Linked DNA regions of Urocitellus parryii: region 1 is linked to region 2. Evidence: chromatin contacts called from public Hi-C data. All regions are on one chromosome and are shown on one strand. The core of a region is the stretch at or near the end of the contact, and the rest is flanking DNA. Distances in the headings are between cores, read along the strand shown.

What was found. Hi-C and Micro-C count contacts between places; a contact is called where the count stands out from the background.
Region 1: a Hi-C map of liver shows a contact between it and region 2, with 4 times the contacts expected there. The contact joins the promoter of Hivep2 here to the promoter of Adat2 in region 2. A contact is called at or near these places in 2 of 2 Hi-C or Micro-C datasets (liver and muscle).

The regions. Positions count from the first base shown.
Region 1 is chr8:22,603,221-22,606,466 of mUroPar1.hap1, forward strand. Hivep2 (HIVEP zinc finger 2) reads left to right here and starts at 1,443. Exons shown (of 11, transcript XM_077802093.1): 1 at 1,443-1,795.
Region 2 is chr8:22,165,875-22,169,118 of mUroPar1.hap1, forward strand. It overlaps Adat2 (adenosine deaminase tRNA specific 2), which reads left to right and starts at 1,646. Exons shown (of 6, transcript XM_026397614.2): 1 at 1,646-1,801. The coding sequence starts at 1,706. It overlaps Pex3 (peroxisomal biogenesis factor 3), which reads right to left and starts at 1,497. Exons shown (of 12, transcript XM_026397598.2): 1 at 1,244-1,497. The coding sequence starts at 1,316.

The sequences.
Region 1 (3,246 bases), core at 193-2,692, 440 kb after region 2:
TGGTGAAATACCTGCCTTAAAAGCAGAACCACAGTTAATGTCTTTGGCTCGGAATTCCAGAGACTAATTTCCACCCCTCCCACGGAGTCACCTGCTCAGGGGGAACCCCGGCCAGAAAGCCGGGTCGCGCCAGGTCAAATCTTGCGCTTCTCTTGTTTACTCTGCCCGGGGCAGGGCGGCGGCGCGGCTGGGGGTTGGGGGTGGGGAGGGCTGCTACGGCCCGCGGCGCCCCGGGCGCCAGCTCCGCTTGGCGGGGCGCAGCGGCTTGGGCACCCGGCAGGGGCGCCGCGTGGTCCCCGCCAGGCTCCGAGACCACTTAGAGGAGGCACTCCGGCCGCCCGCTCAGCCCAGCAGCCGCTAATCGCTTTGGGGTACAGCGGCCTCCTGGGAACCTCCCTAGAGGGTGCACGGGAGTCCACAGGGAGGGTAACGGCCCAAGGGAACCCCGGTGTCCCCCGGGTGTTTCTGGGTGGGGGAGAAAGCCAGAACCCCGGGTACCCCTCCTCGCTTGGGATTCCCTTCCCCCGCACGCACCGCTTTCCCAGGACTGGGTGAGATTTCACTCCGGTCTTTTCCGAGGAAAGGGAAGAGCGCGGCTGGTGGTGGCAGTTCGCCCCCAGCCCTAGGTCCCAGAGCCGCCCACCAGGAAACCTGCAGCTGCTCTGGGTGCTACAACCCGAGCCTATTTGAACATCCCAATGTGGGCGGGTTGCGTTCCTCTATCTGGGTGCGCCCAGGGCACCCAGGGGAGTGATCCCAGGGAAAGCAATTGAGGGGGATTTCGAGCGCATGAAAAGTTCGCGTTTCCTCGGGGGCACGGAAAATGCTAGTAAAACACTTTGCAAAGCTCCAGAAACAGAGCCAGGAGTTATAGTTTCATTTTGTTTCTCTTGACCGATAAAATAGTAGAGCATGGGAGAGGCAAAGGATCAGGGGTACCTGGACAAAAATCTAAGGACAATACTAATTATATAATTCTGTTTGCTAGGAAAGCAGGGAACGCGTATATGTGAAATGGGGTAGATGGGAAGGGGTGGGAACGAAGGAGGTTTCCACATTCTTAAAGGAAATTCTCAGGCTTCTCAGCGCCCAAGTGTTTCTGCAAGACGTGCAGAGACCCGCTCTCCCGGGAGTTCCCCGCTCCCATCGAGCGGGAGCGCAGCGGCGAGCTTCCCGCGCCAAGTGGCAGTAGCCTGCCCTCCCGGCCGCCTCCCTCCCGCTCGCCCAGCGCGCCGCACATCCCTCTCTGGTCGCCGGCTCCAGACTGGTTTTTCTGGTTCAGCCTCCCTCCCGGGGACGCGCTGGGGGATCCGATGACGTCGCTGGCTGAGTCTCTCCCTCTTCCTCCCTCCCCCCCGCCTCTCCCCCGCCCGCCCTCGCCGCGCACTCCTCCTAGTAACTTCTGTTCGGGGAGGCGCTGCCAGGAATAACCCGGTGCGTCCACTGCCCGGGAGGGGAGGCGGCCGCTGCGGTTCCCGCACGCAGACAACTGCGGCCCGAGCCCCGCCGGCTCCTGCCCCAGCCTGGCGGCCCCTGCCCCGGGCCGATCTTTGTATAGTGTCAGAAAAATAAATATAGGCAAGAGGAGCCTGGGCTGGCGGACGGGATCTCTTCCCTCCCTCCGCGCCCGCCCTCCCTCTGTCCTTAAGGAAATGCTACCAGACACCCCCCACCAGACACGCTCAGCCTTGGCGAGGAGCGGCCGCCGCGGCAGCGAGAACAAGGGCACCAGGGGGGTTTCCTCCCCTCCTCCTCTCCCTCCTCTTCCTCCTCCTTCTCAGCGGTGACTTTCCAGGTGAGCGGCCACCGCGGCTGCGAGGATCCCCCTCGCTGGCTAGGGCTCGGTCGCCGCGTCGCACCCTCCTCTGGCCCCTGTCACCCAGCAGCAGCCGGGAGCTGACAGCCGCCCGAGGGGCTCGCGGCCCGGAGGCGGGCGGCCGGCGGGAGGCGGGCTGGAGGTGAGGGGGTGGAGAGCCGGAGAGCGGGGCGCCGCGGAGCGCTGTCTCTCCTCGGCGGAGGAGGGTCTCCGCAAAAACATCTTCAGTGACTGTGGCACAAGTATTTGCCAAGTTGTGTCTTGGACGTTGAAGCTCCTCGGAGCCCGCAGCAACTTGGAGGGTCTCCTGGCTGGTTAACAATTTCCCTCCACGCCTCGACTCTGGGGTGCTGGGTGCAGCCCCGGGTGCGTGGAGGGCGGACCCGCTACTGGCAGAGAGCAGAGCGGCGGGAATCTAGGTCCCTCCTCGGCTCGGTAAGTGGCCTCGGCGCTGTGTTTTTCCTGCCTCCTTCAGCGTTAGAAGCTTGTTTCACTTTATACTGAAATCGCTGCCGCGGAACTCCGGCGCCCCCTCTTCGGCGCGCGCCCCCGGCCCCTTCCCGGTTTCCGAAGGGTGAGGGTCGGAGGGGGCGGGGATGGGAGAGACCTCGGGAGGGGGGTCCGGCGCGTTGGGAAATGCGGGGAATACCCTGGCCGAGGATCTATGCAGATGAGGGCAGGCTGCTTTGCGTAATGTCCTGGGGGGAGGGGGCCGCGCGGGAGCGCTGGAGGCAGGAATGTGCCTGGTTACTAATGAGGGACGTGCACCGGCGCGCACCGCCCGGCCACCGCTGCGGCTGCCGCGGCCGCCGGCGGCCCGTTGTCAGGTAGCGGGGGAGGGGGCCGGGGCGCGCTGCGCGGGTCGGGGGCGGCGCGGGCGGCCGGGCTGGCGGCGCAAGGGCCGGGCCGCCGGCCTGCGGCCGAGCGAGCGCGGGGAAGACTCTGGCTGTGGGCATTTCTATGTCTATTTTCTCCTCCCGAGCAAGGAAGGAAAGAGAGAAGGAAGGAAGGAAGCGAGGAAGGAGGGGACTGTCTCGATGGAAGGTTCAGGCGGAGGCGCCCTCGCCTTGCTGGTGCACCGGCCGCAGAGTGGCTCCAGCCGCCGCCGGCTGGACCCGGGCGCGCGGAGACGGGTGGGGGCGGTTTGCATGCGTGTTTGTCTGTGCGTCTGGCCGGGGACCGGGAAGGGACATGTGTGTTTGGGCTATGCACTGTGGGGAGCTGGGTCTGCGCCTTTATGTCTGTTCCCTGAAGTGGGTGGAACGTTGGCCCGTTCCGGGAATGTTCCATGACGTGGTGCAGCCACAGGAAGGGGGTTAACGAGGGGCTCTCTGCCGTGGCGGCTCTGCCGGTTGCTATCAAAGCAGATGTGCTGCTGCTGCTTCTCCACTGTCACCTCCCTTCACCCCCACCCCTTGCCTTTCCATTCT
Region 2 (3,244 bases), core at 396-2,895:
AGCATATATTGTACTGACATATATTCCATTACAAATATATCTTTAGCTTTTATAAATAGAATGGTCTCAGTAGTCTCAGTGTAGATTAAACATACTTTAAGATGTTTAAAGTATCAGAAGAGGCTGAAGATATCAGAAGATACTTTTTATTTATAAAGGATGTCTTAACGGTGATCAAAGTTTGTATATGCTTATTATCAATTTGTGCTAGACCTGAGACATGCAAAACATAATCCTTGCCTGATCAAAAACCCTATCTCAAACCACAAAGAATCATCATATCTGAATTACTGGTATAATGGTATTATTAATTTCAAATTGTTTGGGCATAATAGAATACAATCAAAAAGTAAGACAATAGCAACCAAGTTCTTTGGGAAACGTCTGTCCTTGATGTTTAAGTACTTATGTAACCTAAACATGTAGTTGGTGATAAAAAAAAAATTCTCAAACCCTCAAGTTCAAAAACATTCTCTTAAAGTTCCTAAATTTCCTTTTTGTATAATTCAAAAGGCTTTTTAATTTCTCCTTCAAATTCCTGAATGCTATGACATGAATGTCATATGATGGAAAAGGGTCTCAAGATTTTTAAGTAAAATCTGTTTCTAAATCTCCTTTCAGCCAGTGATTTCAGTTGTGTTACCTAGATGTGCACTGATTCCAACCTTCACAATCCTGAGAAGATTGCACAACATCCTAATCCTAAGCATTTTGTTGCTGCATAATTTTATCTAAAATGGCAGAACCAGAGCTGAAATATTGATTTGCTTTTCTTTATCTAGTACATATCTTTCTTCAGTACAACGTGCTATTTTTTAAAAAGTCAAGTTATCTTTAAACACCACCCAAAGTACAGACTTCAGATAACTCCCTTAGAATGTTATGAAACTCCAATAAAGGGTGAAAGCCAAAGTACTGAGAGTGCCAAAAAGAAATGAAGGCGATCACAAGAAAGCAACAAAGAGAATTAAAAAGAATGCCTGGAAAAAAAAAAAACTTAATTGTGGTACGTTCTCCAAGTTCCGTGGGGGGGGGGGTAGGGGGTGGAGAGAGAAGCAGAGTGAGGGGCAGTGACAGGGCAAAGGACGTAGAAACTGGAGAGATGGAAAGAACCCTGGAGGTTTGCCATGCCGCTCCACATCCGTAGCCTCTACATATCCTGGCCTCTCCCTGTTTTGGAAGAAAGCCACCTCTCTTCCACCTCTTTCTCCCAGTGCCCCTTTCCAAGCACGCTGTCACCCACCTCCAAGAACTGTGCCCAGGAAAATGCATTTCTTTTTGTGACGTTTCAAAAAATTCCACATAGATCTCAGCATCTTCAGGCGCTGGGGGTGCGGGCTTCTTGGGGTGCGGGACAGGTTCACCAGGAAACCGTTTCTTTGTCACCTGGGCCGGAAGACCCGGCAGGATCGCCGTCGTCCCTCTCGGTGCTCTCCAGAAATCACAAACACGACTTTCCGCAGAGGCTGTCACCAGAGCGGGAAGGGGGCGTGGACTACAGAGCAGCTGCGCTTTCTGTCGCTGCCGCCGCGCCGCCGTCGCCGCTCACTGGTCCGGAGCTCCCAGGTCCGTCGGGAAATTGCTCCCGCGTGCCCTGGCCTTCTCCTGTCCCCCGGAAACGATGGCCCATTTACACTGCGTTCCGCAGTCCCTGCTCCCCTTGGGTCTCGGCCTCTGACACCCTGAGGTCCCGCGCGGGTGCGGTATGGAGGCAAAGGTGGATTCCTCGCCGGCCCCAGACGGCTCGTGCGTGGTGTCAGCAGAGGAGATCGAAAAGTGGATGGAGGAGGCGATGCAGATGGTGAGGAGCATGGGAGGGTGGGTGCTGCCGGTGCGAACTTTCTCCAGCCCCATCCCTAGCCTGGTTTTCCAGCAAAACTCCCAGGCGCGCTGCTTCACACCATCATCTTAATGGCGCTCAAATTTTCTGGGTAATCGACTGGCTTTACTCTCATAATTTTTTAAAAGTCTTTTCTCACAGTGGCTCCCGGAGAAAGGGAAGGAGAAAAGTACAGAAATTATTTGTGTTGGTGTCAAGGAGTAGGTGCTAATGTAGCCCTTCAGCTGTTCCTTGGTCCGCGCTGCCTCTCCTTCCTTCCCATGGACGCACAGTCCCAAATCTACAAGTCACAGGAGTTTGTATTTGGGACCCTCAAACGTATCTAGTAGAAGCAAGAAAGTTGAACTGTTTCTTATGGGGAACAGTTTGAAATGCGTGCCTGTACAATCAGCGTGCCTCTCTTTCGTTCGTTCCTTCGTTCGTTCATTCATTCATTCATTCATTCATAGTCTACAGGACTTTCCGCTCTCCTCTGGCTTCCTTCCCTAGCCCTGTGTAGCATTGCTGATTGAGGAGGGCGAATCATATTTGGGTATTATCCAAGCTTTACTCTTATTTGTGTGTGCCAATGAGCTTCTTAATTGGGATTAAAGTTTGTATGGTGTATATATGTACAGCCTACTAGGACACATTCCAAGAAATGCCTCCTGAGGCAATTTCATCACTGTGTGAACATCATAGAGTGTACTTAGCATTCCTCCTACACACTGGGCTATATGGCAAGCCTGTAACTCCTAGGCTACAATCCATTTAGCATGTTACAGAACTGAATACTGTAAGTTATTGTAACACAATGGTAGGTGTTGGTGTATCTAAACATAGAAAACTTAGTAATAATGCAGTGCAAAAGATTTAAAAATTGAACACCTGTATAGGGCATATGCCTTGAACAGAGCTTGCTTTGGGTGAGTCAGTGAGTGAAATAGGATATTGTTGTATACAGTGTAGACTTTACAAACATTCTACACTTAGGCTACATTTTAGAAAAATATTTTTTTCGCCATTCAATGTGTTAACCTTAGCTTACTGTAACTTTTTAAACTTTTTGTTAAAAAAAAAAAAAGAAAAACTAAGACACAAATACACTCAATAGCCTAGGCCTACAGGAGGTCGTACCAATACCACTGTCTTCCACCTCCACATCTTGTGCCTCTGCTGTTTTACAGTTAACTTTTTTTTAACAGGTAGAAGGAATATACTGTAATGATAAAAATGTAGTAAATACTTAAACAAGTAACATAGTAGATGATCATCATTATCAAGCTTTATGTATTTTCACCAGACCGGCAGTGCAAGTAGGGTTGTTTCTACTAGCATAACTACAAACCTCTGAGTAGTGTGTGGTGCAATTTTATTACAACATCTCATGGCAATTAGATTTTTTTTTTTTTGTACCAGAGATTG